Regions from separate parts of the Zea mays genome. Here region 2 is linked to region 1. Evidence: chromatin contacts called from public Hi-C data. All regions are on one chromosome and are shown on one strand. Each heading gives the region's core, a stretch centred on a gene start, on an enhancer-like site or on the middle of the called end of the contact. The rest is flanking DNA. Distances are from core to core; before and after follow the strand shown. Region 1 has its middle 4.9 kb from the start of LOC118472178. Region 2 holds the start of LOC103629262 (probable serine/threonine-protein kinase WNK2).

Region 1 (2,793 bases), core at 44-2,543:
CCTCATATAAAATTAATAGTGTCATTGAATTATATGTTCAGAAGTATTCTCCATAAGATTTAAATTAAATTATCTCTCCATAAAGATCATACAAAATAAATGGTCATAAAACATTAAGTTTTGAATAAGATTTTAATTGGACAAACAATGTATCTCTTGAAAATTAAAGTTATTTATGTGTGTGCAACACATTTGCATCATTTGAAATATGATAGTTAATATAAAAATATAATAATAATAAGTATATATTGCATCATGTTGGGATTTTGTTTTCTGCATTTGAAATGTGATATTCAAAATCAAACTTTAACTTTGATATGAATTTGAAAGGTTGAAAATAGGAAACATGAAATAAAAAAAATAAACAAAGAAAAAAAGAGGAAGCCAGATGGGCCACTCTTCCACATTTCGGCCCAACTCTGCCATTGGTGCCTCTCACCTGGGAGCCTGGCATGTCGGCCCAGCTTGTCAGGGTCGTCTTCAAGCTGGAGGCTCACCCGAGATCTGCTCGGTGATTTTCACTACTTCGTCCACCTTTCCCCTCGGCCATGTGCGCTCTCTGTTGCCCGGATGGCTGACCGCGAGATGGGGGCGCTAGACATTCTTTCCCCTCTCAATCTCGCACATGGAGTAAACATCGGGGTTGTTTTGTTGTGGTAACAGCCCAAAAATCCCGCCTATCAAGCACCCTTAGGCTCGGACTGTCCTACCCCGGTGATAAATACCTGGGTACCGCACCCCCCTTGGCGAACTCCTGTCGAGCCCCGCCTTAGAGCACGTCGTTGCGGCGAGTAGCTGGGAAGGAGATGGAGGGCCACCATGCAGGGTGGGTGAAGATCTGGTTCACCGGCATTGTGCCCTCGGCGGTTGGCAGGGGGTCTTCCTCGTGTCTCATGGGGGACGCCCATGACCTCATCAGGTGAACTTGAAACCGGTGGTGCATGGAATTGCTCAACGGAATGTATGGCCACCACCATGTCGCAGGTCCTCGAGGCCATGATCCTCTGATGCTCCAGTCCTTAGGTAAGGTCCCCAGACATCTTCGCTATTTTCGTAGCACCGTTTAGAATCAATCGGATCGGGGGTTTGATCCTGGGTGCACGGATTCGGCTTTCTCTGGCGGGCCCTCCACCGTGGGCAGGGCGCCTCCACCGTCGGTAAAGTTCGTGTGGGAGAAGACGCGTGGGGGCCATCAGATCGAAAATGGATGGACACGATAAGATCTCGCGTATCGTTCGGACATGGGGGAATGGTGACCGTCCGATCGTCAGGAACAATGTAGATTTGACTAGGTATGCGCTCTGAACTCCGCGTCCTTCCACCTTTCGATCTTGATCGGTGGGGCGTGGGTAATTAAGGCTTCTATAACATCCTGACCGTCGATCTTCGAATCAACAACCTCAAGCGTGTACCGCTTGGGTTAAAGCCAGATCTAATCCACACCATTGGGATCGGATCTGACAATTGGGAGCACGTTCTGGTTCGTCTGGGGTCCGATCTAATCCTGACGGTGGGCTTGTGATCCAACAGTCCTAGTCGAAGCGTACCTCTTCGGCCATGTAAATTTGCAAAAGAATCCTTAAATGTTTTAAGAATCAACCCGCGCTCCACGGCAATACAAAAGTAATTACAATAGAGCCCTAGAATTTGCAGTTTTGACCCAGAGCTCTGTGGTATTAATGGCCCCAGTCCAGATAGCTGAGTAATTGATTAAAATAAATACAGAAATCATTTTTAGTGCAAAAAATAAAGTCCCAATCTTAGGAAATTCATAACTCTATGAATTTAACTCTTTTTTGATCCATTCCAGTTGCAATAAATTCATATTATAATTGTTTATCATCTGGTAACCTTATTTTGTTATGAAACATAGGTTAAAATTATGCACTAAATTTCTTTTGTATCCAACCTTAAATCTACAGAAAACCACAACTCGTTAACCATAACTCCGAATTTAGTGGTTCTCGAACCTAGGATCGAGTTACGACGCGTAGATCATTATTATGCACTATGTTCTTATGTTTGGTGTGATGTTAATTTTGCATATACCTTGTTTATTTGTATTGCTACGAGTAGAGGCGAGTTTACGAGTCACTTGAAGAACTAGTTGGTACCTAGGAATCTCGAGTCTAAGGCAAGTTATGCCCTTGATCACTTTTTTACCCAATAATGTTCCTGTTAATCACTATGACATGCTCAGGTTAATCTGATGTAACCTAATAGGTTTCCCTAGACTTATTTATCCCACATCTTGTTTACCACTGAACTTTTGGGCAGTTTTGCTATTGCTTTACCTGATTTTGGGATAAATATTATATTATGATCATGTTCTAGTTATACTGTTGTTCTAATTATTGTTCATGACAAGATCATTGTGTTAATTGGAACATGTTGCTTAACTTCAGATATTCGTGCTACCACAAGGGTGGAATGGGACGCCCTTGGCTGACTAATTAGGAAAGCTAGTGGAGGACTACCTTACCCAAAAGGGGCAAGGGCGGTAGAGGAGCTGCGTATAGGGAGGTTCTCGAGTCGATCATGCTGCGATGGCTTTTTGGACGAAGGATTCCTATATTGCCCTTCTCAGAAACCGTAGCGGTGGAACTTTGTAAATGCCTCGTAGTGGATCCCTAGCCATTCACCTCGGAAGTGTCTAAGGGTCGAGCTAAACCTGGCTAGACGGGATACATGACTTGTGGGTAAAGGGCGCAACCTCTGCAGAGTGTAAAACTGGTATATCAGCCATGCTCGCGGTCATGAGCAGCTCAGGACTCTCACATGATTAATTTATGG
Region 2 (2,884 bases), core at 182-2,681, 190 kb before region 1:
CTCTATCTATCTGCTTCTGCTAGAGCTACACCACATTTACCGGTGGTCAGTTGGTCTTCATGAGGTCTACACGTACGCTTCATGTGTGGGATACGATCTTGGAAGCCTTCGTGCCCTCCGGTTGCATCCAAATGAGGCATACTAGGCGCCTTTCGAGCGACCCATTGGGGGCCTTGCAAACGTCCCATGGAGCATAATTGAGCTGTGGTGATCCAAGAATATCTATCCCCCACACATACCCTTAGATGTGCTCCAATGGATCCCTCAGAACCTCCCCACCGACATCTGTGTGTATGGACAAGGTGAAAACACGTCCAACGTTCCCCCTCACCTCACCAAGAATGTGGGGGAATATGAAAATCCATCTGATGGAGGTGCTGTAATCTCCCCTATTCGCTAATCACTATGTTTATTTATTTGTGTAATTAATCCTTTTCGTGCTCTATAATATGATAATAATGTGTATTAAAGTAGTACACAAATTAGATGATTTTAAACTTAAAACGTGACATACAAATATTAAATAGTTGAGTATAGTATATAGAGGGAGCTGAATAGGGGTATTGTTGAAGAAAAGGAGAAATATGGGGATGAATCTTTTAACAGGAGGTATTAAAATATGAATAAAAGGCGCGAATTGGAGATTTAGGAGGAAGAACCGTTGGAGTCAACTTTATGGCCTGGTCTTATAGTTGACACTTGGATATGTACGATTTCTTGATAGTAGATGCTAGAAATTTATTTTATTATTAAAACAACTTGGAATAAACAAGGCATGCAGTAAGATTAGAGACAAAGTAACCCTAATATGGAAATACATTCTATAAAACAAGTTAGCCTCAACTATCAAAATCAAGAGTGTCCTCTCACAAGAAGTGCCTCTGAAGGCAAAAACCTTATAAGGCCGTCTACAACAGTATATCTAAAGTTTACCCAAAAACACTATTTTTGTACTGTTGTGCGCTGTAGACTGTATTGTTCGCATAGTAGAGTCTGAATATGGGTATGAGTAAGCTGCTGAAGATAGCCTAAGGGGCTCTACATCTAGTCAACAACTAATATGCAATCAGACCTTATGTGTAAGTGTGCAAGCAAACATCTTGGTCCGTTAGATCATGATTCAACTGTAGATATAATCGTGGTTTATTAGGAGTTTTCTATAAAACTACACGAGCCAGTGATAGAAGATTTAAGTATCAAATGTGATACATGGTTGGATCATGATCTAACGGATCAAGAGTCTCACGTGGTCGCTTGTACGTAAGGTCTAATTACATATTAGTTGTTGCACTACATCTATTAGTCAAACTGGCGAAGCTGTGAGCTAAAAGAGTATTGATTATGTTTGTATTTTTTCCAATTATTTTCTAATTGAAAGAAACACATTGTATAAGCAAAACCTTATATATACTTGATATTCTCGTGTTTTTGTATTGGTAAAGCCACATGTTAATATTGTTGAATTCCGTTGCAGGATACAGAATGCCATAAATGCTGGTATATCCAGGAAAAAATCATACATAGGAACCTGGATGATCCTCGAGAGGCTACGTGAGTACGTGACTCACTCTGAGTCTCGATGACCTTCGTCTCCACTCTCCAGCACGCAGTCGCAGTTGTCGTCTGGGGTGGTGGTGGTGGTGGGCCGAGGTGGAGTCGTCGGATCTCACACACGCAACTCTCTCAAGACTCAAGAGAGGAAAGGTTGCTTTCCGGCCGGAAAGGGAGGCGAGCGCGAGACCCCTGTGATCCCAATTAAGCGCCCAGCCGCGACGGCCCCAAAACGGCAAACCTCCCCAGCCCGCCCGCCCGCGCCGCCCGACCGCGATGCCACCCACGCCGCCGGAGACGGAGACGGAGCCGGAATTCGCCGAGGTCGACCCCACCGGCCGCTACGGGCGGGTAATGCCTCTCTTCCCTTCCCCCGACCACCCTCCCCGCCTCCGATCCCTCGCCACCCCCGCTGCCGTGCTCACGCATTCCGCACTCTTGCAGTACACGGAGGTTCTCGGCAAGGGCGCCTTCAAGACGGTGTATCCTTCCATTCCCCCTGGGCGTTTGACGCCTGGGTCTGATTCGGGGCCCTTTGACTTCGCGCGATCGATTAAAGATCCCGGCTTTACGCGGTCCATGCCATGGGAGGGGACCGTTTCTTAGGTTCTCGCCGATTTGGATCGGCTCCATGGTTTCTGATGCGCTCATTGCTCAAAGTTCCAGGCCCGATGCCACTCTCTCTATATATGAATATGATGCCTCACATATTGCCTTTTTGTTGGGAATCCTGATCTCCTTTCATTTAAAATACGTGACCGCATTGCTCTGCTGTGACTGCCTGATGCATTGTCTCCATTTCAGTTCCCAATTCCATTTTGTACCTTCTGTCCTAGGCTATCAACTCGACATTTTGGTATGGCGGTTACGGGCTTACAGCCAGGGTGGTTTTACTTGGTGCTATCAAATGAAGACCCACATGTTTACCCACGGGGGATGGAATATTTTCTTAGGTTCTTGGCACTTTGCCCAGTGATTGCATCGTGCCACTTGGATTGGCTCGATGCTTTCTGATGCGCTTGTTGTCCAAAGTTCCTGCCCTGATGCCTCTAGGTGCAGCCTCTTGGGGCCTAGCATACTCTGTCTAACAATATATTGCTGTTCAGTGCAAATTCTGACATTCTTTCATTTGAATACATTATCGCATTGCTGTGCTGCGATTTCTCGGTGTGTTATCTTCTTTTCAGTTTCCCATTTCATTTGTACCTGATGTCCTATGCTTATTAAGTTGACATTTTAGTATATTGATTCAAGCCTGTGGTTTGCGATGTGCATGTCTGACGCGATTATTTTGCTGCCCTTTTCTGGAGTGGAAAGGGATAAGTGCCATCTT

The links. Hi-C and Micro-C count contacts between places; a contact is called where the count stands out from the background.
Region 2: a Hi-C map of leaf shows a contact between it and region 1, with 6 times the contacts expected there. The contact joins the promoter of LOC103629262 here to the enhancer-like site in region 1. A contact is called at or near these places in 6 of 25 Hi-C or Micro-C datasets (bundle sheath, ear, leaf and 1 more).

Annotation. Positions count from the first base shown.
Region 1 is chr6:47,545,386-47,548,178 of Zm-B73-REFERENCE-NAM-5.0, reverse strand. No RefSeq gene overlaps it. Among protein-coding and RNA genes, the nearest start is that of LOC118472178, 4.9 kb to the right of the region's middle. Within about 2 kb of position 1,293, at least 18 of the 20 cell types and tissues checked have an H3K27ac peak or open chromatin away from gene starts, as enhancers often do. A contact at or near this core is called in bundle sheath, ear, leaf and 1 more, where this site is marked.
Region 2 is chr6:47,734,257-47,737,140 of Zm-B73-REFERENCE-NAM-5.0, reverse strand. It overlaps LOC103629262 (probable serine/threonine-protein kinase WNK2), which reads left to right and starts at 1,431. Exons shown (of 9, transcript XM_008650431.4): 1 at 1,431-1,902; 2 at 1,996-2,033. The coding sequence starts at 1,828.